Linked DNA regions of Mus musculus: region 1 is linked to region 2. Evidence: chromatin contacts called from public promoter capture Hi-C data. All regions are on one chromosome and are shown on one strand. Each heading gives the region's core, a stretch centred on a gene start, on an enhancer-like site or on the middle of the called end of the contact. The rest is flanking DNA. Distances are from core to core; before and after follow the strand shown. Region 1 holds the start of Ppp2r3a (protein phosphatase 2, regulatory subunit B'', alpha). Region 2 holds the start of Pccb (propionyl Coenzyme A carboxylase, beta polypeptide).

Evidence for each region. Capture Hi-C pulls out chosen DNA fragments and counts their contacts.
Region 1: a promoter capture Hi-C map of adipose tissue shows a contact between it and region 2. The contact joins the promoter of Ppp2r3a here to the promoter of Pccb in region 2. A contact is called at or near these places in 4 of 39 promoter capture datasets (fetal liver, liver and pre-B cells), 6 of 484 Hi-C or Micro-C datasets (Th1 cells, cerebral cortex, embryonic stem cells and 3 more), 2 of 115 datasets of contacts at active chromatin or transcription factors (extraembryonic endoderm stem cells and memory CD8 T cells) and 3 of 9 other capture datasets (adipose tissue, liver and pancreatic islet).

Annotation. Positions count from the first base shown.
Region 1 is chr9:101,250,469-101,253,263 of GRCm38.p6, reverse strand. Ppp2r3a (protein phosphatase 2, regulatory subunit B'', alpha) reads left to right here and starts at 1,432. Exons shown (of 14, transcript NM_001161362.3): 1 at 1,432-1,602.
Region 2 is chr9:101,033,538-101,036,237 of GRCm38.p6, reverse strand. Pccb (propionyl Coenzyme A carboxylase, beta polypeptide) reads left to right here and starts at 1,354. Exons shown (of 15, transcript NM_025835.3): 1 at 1,354-1,569. The coding sequence starts at 1,381.

The sequences.
Region 1 (2,795 bases), core at 183-2,682, 220 kb before region 2:
AAACTGTTCTGTGACCTTTGTCACTTCTTTGTGTCTTGCCCTTCCTTCTTCACAGGATTGTTCTGACACAAAAGAAGATATTCAACGCGGTATGGTGAAGGACTTTTAAAATAGGAAAGTATAAAGTTGGGTGTGTGATGGTTTTTCTTCTTTCAAGACAACGAAGACCACATTCTAGCTATTAAAAAGATTAACTTGGTGAAATGACTCAGGATGTAGAGCCTGTTTGAGGCAATTTTATATACATTTTTCTTTTAAAAATAAAAATATATTTCTTATAATCAACCTTACACATAGCTACAGAATGTGAAATTGTATACATTTTGTATGCACCATCTATACCTAAATGTATGTACACATCACATATGATTTCACATGTACACATAAGGCACTCTGTAAGCAACTGTTGTTTTGCTAAGAAATGTTGACAGAAAGGAAGAGATAAAACACGTACGCAGAGCCTGTTCTCACAGTTTGCCTAATGCCTGGCTCTTTAAAGTCTTATCTACATCTGGTTCTTCACCTCTACGTGACCAAATGTCACGTACTGTTCCTTCCCCTGACTGGCTTGCTTGTTTTACCTATGTGCTTACATAATGATTGATTGACTTTTTAATTTAGAATTGAACTGCATTATTTTTATTGTTTAGCTGTGGTACTCATGTAGCCCAGGTTGGCCTCAAAGTAGCAGCAATGTCACCAAAGTTCAAACACTTGGAACTTCTTGTTCTCTATCTAGCCTCCTCCACCTCTGCAGAGCTTTGCAGACATACATTACCTCTCCCAGTTTATGTGGTTTTATCCTCGTTTACTATACCAACGGGGTTACATCCCTAGCCCAGTCAGCCCATTTATTTCCCACTTTTAGTAAAAGCAAACCTCGCTTATTATTTTAGCTAGGGTCAAAGCTTAAGAAATCAAAATTGCAAATGTTTCAGAACACTCCATTAAGTTGTGCATTTGTTTTACATAGCTTTGTTTATTTAACAATTTTTATTCTGTTAACAATTCGCTTAAAATAAATAAATAAATAAACTCTTCGTTCAAAATTCACACAACTTGGGTTGAGCGAATAGGAGCATGCTGGTGTGGGCCACAGTAAGAGTGTAGACTGTAGTCAGATGGGATAGCCTCCCGGAAGAGCAGGACAGTTATCGAAGAGGACAGTAAGAAGGGTAATAAAAATAATGACGGCCATCATAAAGTGTATACTCTTAACATGAAATTCAGTCCCCAAATAGTGCGAATAGCCTTCTCCATTACACTAAGTAAATCACAGCGGCGGCCGAGGCGACGGCTCTCGCAGTGCCCCTCAGGGCCCCCTTTCGGAGGAAGGAGAGTGGGAGGAACCCAGCACGGCCAGGTGGGCGGGGCCGGGGCCGAGGGGGCGTGTCTGGTGGGCGGGCCTGTGGCGCTAGTGGGCGGGGCTGTGGCGCTGGCGGGCAGCTAAGCTGCTGGGCGGCTGGGCGGGGCGCGCTCAGGCCTCGGCTCCTCACGCGCGGCGTAAGCGGCCCAGACCCCGCGCTGCGGGAAGCCGGGGTGGCGTGTGCGCGTCGCCTGCGAGCCGAGGCAGCCGCGGGAGGAGGAGCAGCGGGCACTGAGGTAGGCGCACAGACGCGGGGCCTTAGGCCGGTTCTCCTTGGGAGCCCCCGGCCCTCCACGGGCTGGCGAGGCCGAGGGGCGGCGCACAGAGACCGGGGCGGGCGGGGCCGGGGGCGGGGTCTGGCCTGGCCGCAGGGGCCGCGCGCGGTGAAGGGACTCCTGGTGGAGCGCAGGCACGCCACGCCAGAGGACTCCCGGGGCTGGCGGCCGTGGAGAACGGTGGCCCGGGAGCTCCGCGGAGGAGGCCAGGGGGCCGGATGGCCGGCGCCTCCCACCTCGCGGGACGCCCGGGCCGGGAACTCGTTAACAGGAAAGCTTGGCAGGGCAGCAAATGCCAAGGTTCTGGAAGAACTGAGAGTCACGTCGTTAGGCGCTGAGGCTTTATTTTCCTTCCCCGCCCCCTGCCCGGCCTCGGCCCGACTTGGCCAAAGAAGGATGTGTCACCAGTTCGGGGCTGCGGGCGGGATCCCAGCCACTCTGGGCACAGGGGCACCTGAAACAAAGGTATCGGGCGACCGAGTGGCTGAGCTGCGAGCACCTCAGCCGGTCCCACGGTCGCGCCGGCCGGGCTGCAGGCTTGAGGGGCGTTCTCCTTGGGGACCGCTCGATGGAAACCAGCTGGCCCGGCTTGGAGTTGATGTTGCATCGGAACTGTGTTGTGCTCACATTATTTCCATTCCTCCCACTCTGATAAAGCCTAGGGAAATTTTATCCCGCTTGATGGTCTGCAGATGCAGAGGGGGGAGGACAAATTGCTGTTTGTAAATTATAAGGTATTTTCTTTGTAGAAAATAGTTTAAGAACATAGAATAAATGCTTGAACACGTAAGCGGAGAGGATGATTTGTAGTGCCTTTCAAAATTGGAAAAGAGTTCCTCCACGGATCTTCAGTTATGTACAAAACGTCCCCCGCCTCTTTGGTGCCAGGCATTTTTCTTTGTTCTTCCTTAGTGTCTGGCCTCAGTTTCTTGTAAACAGAGCATCAAGCACAGGGACCCTAAGAATTGCCATACTAGGTCAGAGCATGGGCGTCCAGCTAAGCAGGCAGCAGGCTCGTGTTGTAGTAAACACAGGGCTTTCCTTGGCATCGTTAAAAATTATCTCAGTTTCTTTCACTGGTCTCCATGACGATTACTGAAAGCGTTCTTAAAAATCTGTAGACGGCTCCTGATTTGCATGCAATTTATTCACGT
Region 2 (2,700 bases), core at 105-2,604:
AGCCTCCCCCCCCCCCCCCCGCCCCCGCCCCCCGCCCCCGCCGCCGCCTTGCATCCCCTCTGATTAGTAGGTCTGAGCCCGAGCAGTCTGCTCCTAGTTTACTTTTCCTATTTCCTCCCAGCTAATGCCAAAGCCGCTGTGTTGACAAGATTCTCTTCTTGACCAAACTTCGGTCAGGCTCTACTGAGCATCTCTTGAATAGAACTGACCTTGGCTCCCAGGTCCTCTCTTCTAGAGGGTAGCTTTGCCAAGAATCCTGCTAAGTCAGTTATGCCAGAATCTTCCACCCTTGATGAGGGATCGCCCTCCATATTTGATAAGGTTCTTCTTCCACTGTCCCCCAAATGATGTCTGAGCACCCTGGCTTGCCTTCAACCAAGCAAACGTTGTTTGTCAGATTGCTCCTTGCCCTGTGTTCCCTATTAATTTTCTATCCATTGAGCTCCCTCCCCGATACATCTTGTCTTTGGTGTATTCGGGGTTGAGGCCAACCTCTCTCCCCTACTGTAAAACCCTATGGAGCCTAGACCTAGCACAATGGTCTCTAAAAGTTTACTTCACCATTCTGTGTCTCGTCACAAACTTAAAAAACATCAAATAATTTGTGTGTATCAGAGTTTGGGCGTGCACATGTGGAAGTCACAGGACAACATGGGGTGTCAATGGTCCCCTTATTTGTGTGAGAATTGGGTCTCATTTGCTTCTGTACATGCTAGGGTGGCTGTTCCGTGAGCTTCCTGGGATTCTTTTATTTCTGTCAGCTATCTCACCTAGGCAACCTCTCTGTACAGACACTCATTACTCTGGCTGAGTACTGAGTTTGGGGACCCCAATTTTGGTCCTCATACTCAGGCTGGCAAAGGCTTTAACTTAGCACTGAGCCAAGTAGCTTCCCAGCTCCTCTCCCCTTTAAGAGACCCTCTCTGGAGCTCAATACGTAGCTCACAAAACATTTCAGTCTTGACGCCATACAAACCTACTTCTGTTCCTGTGTATCCCATCTCTGAAATCTGGATATAAATTATTTCAAGGCTAAGTTTTAAGAGCAAAACCTGGCACAGCATTTGGTAAAAGTTGGTCAGAGCTCATTATCTATTCATTTTTGGGGGGAAGAGGGTCGACGAAGCCTGGAGTTTAGATGGCTAACGCAGAACGAGGAATGAAGTCCTTGTTCTGTGTGGCTACACGGGCACAGAGCTGAGAGGCAGGTATTTCCTAGAACAGGACCGCCTTGAGCCTGAATGCAAGCCTGTGACTGCTACCAGCTTTAGGGCCAGCGACGACGCGCAGGCGCAGACTCGCAATGTCTACGCTCTCTGCGCATGCGTCCTGAGGTGCAGTGTGTGTCACGCTGGCAGTCAAAAAAAAAAAAAAAAAAAAATGGCGGCGGCGATTAGGATTCGGGCGGTGGCGGCTGGAGCGAGGCTCAGCGTTCTGAATTGCGGCCTCGGCATCACGACCCGCGGCCTTTGCAGCCAGCCGGTTTCAGTTAAAGAGCGCATCGACAACAAGCGCCATGCAGCGTTGCTGGGAGGAGGCCAGCGCCGCATCGACGCGCAGCACAAGCGAGTGAGTCACGGGCGCCAGTGCGTCCCGCCCCCTCCGCTCCCGCCCTATCACAGCGCGCCGGGCTCGCGGCGCACGAGCCTCCCAGCCAATAGGCGCTGCGCCTGGGAGGGGCGCGGCGAGAACGTCCACCTGGAGAACCTAGAGCCCCCTCGGGTGTCAGTAGACATCTGCACCACTTAGGGAGGTCCCCAGGCGGTGGTGGTGGGCATTGGTCGTCGGATGGATGGATGGATGTGACCGGTCTCCAGCTGCGCTCCACTTAGCAGCTTTGAACTTTTGGGAAAGGTGGTCTTTAGAAAGCACCGTAAACAGAATAATGTCTTCCAGGTCTTGTTTGAATAAGATTGCCACGTTAATCGGCCACAGGCTCTGAATTTAAAAGACGGGATTGTTCTCCCGCTGCCTGAAAGTGTTTATGACAGTTTTTTTTTTTTTTTTTTTTTTCCCTTCCCTCTTCTCGGGGAAGGAAGCAGTAAAACCCAGGCACGAAGTATTAGAAAAAACTTGGTTATGTTCACATTAACCTGGTGTGTTGTCTCCCTGCGTGCTGGGGATTTGTGACGCCTGTGACCGAGGAAGTCTGGTTGGCCTCTTGAGAGGTTCATGTATCGATCTGCTGCATAGGAAGCAGGTGGACTTTCTATAAACTCTCAGGCTACTCTGCTGAGAGCAGCTGAGGCGGGAATCACATTTGAGCTTCTTCTGGGGAGGTCATTTAGCAGCAGAAAAACAAAAAACAACAGAAGCTGGAAGAGGTGACCCTAGACTTGAAGCCAGACTTGCCCAGTGTGTCCTTGACAACTGAGTGAGTCCAGGCAGAAGAGCTGGATAAGTTAACATGAAGGTTCCCTAAGGGAAGGGCTCCTGTGAAGGGCATGCAAGTCTTACCCAAGTGTGTGAAAATCTGGGTCAAATGTTGATTCAGATGTCCTGAGTTAGGTTTGAAAAAAGAAAAATGCTCAAGGAAAACTATTTATTCCTCTTGACACTTAGGGATGTAAATGTGGTTGTAAGGTTTATGGTGAGCCATAAGCCCTCTCTCCCTTGGGGTCCCTCTGAAGGGCTATTAAGTTCCCTGGGAAAGCCTGTCACTGCTCTGGTAACCTTTCTCTTGGGACACCCTTGCTCAGT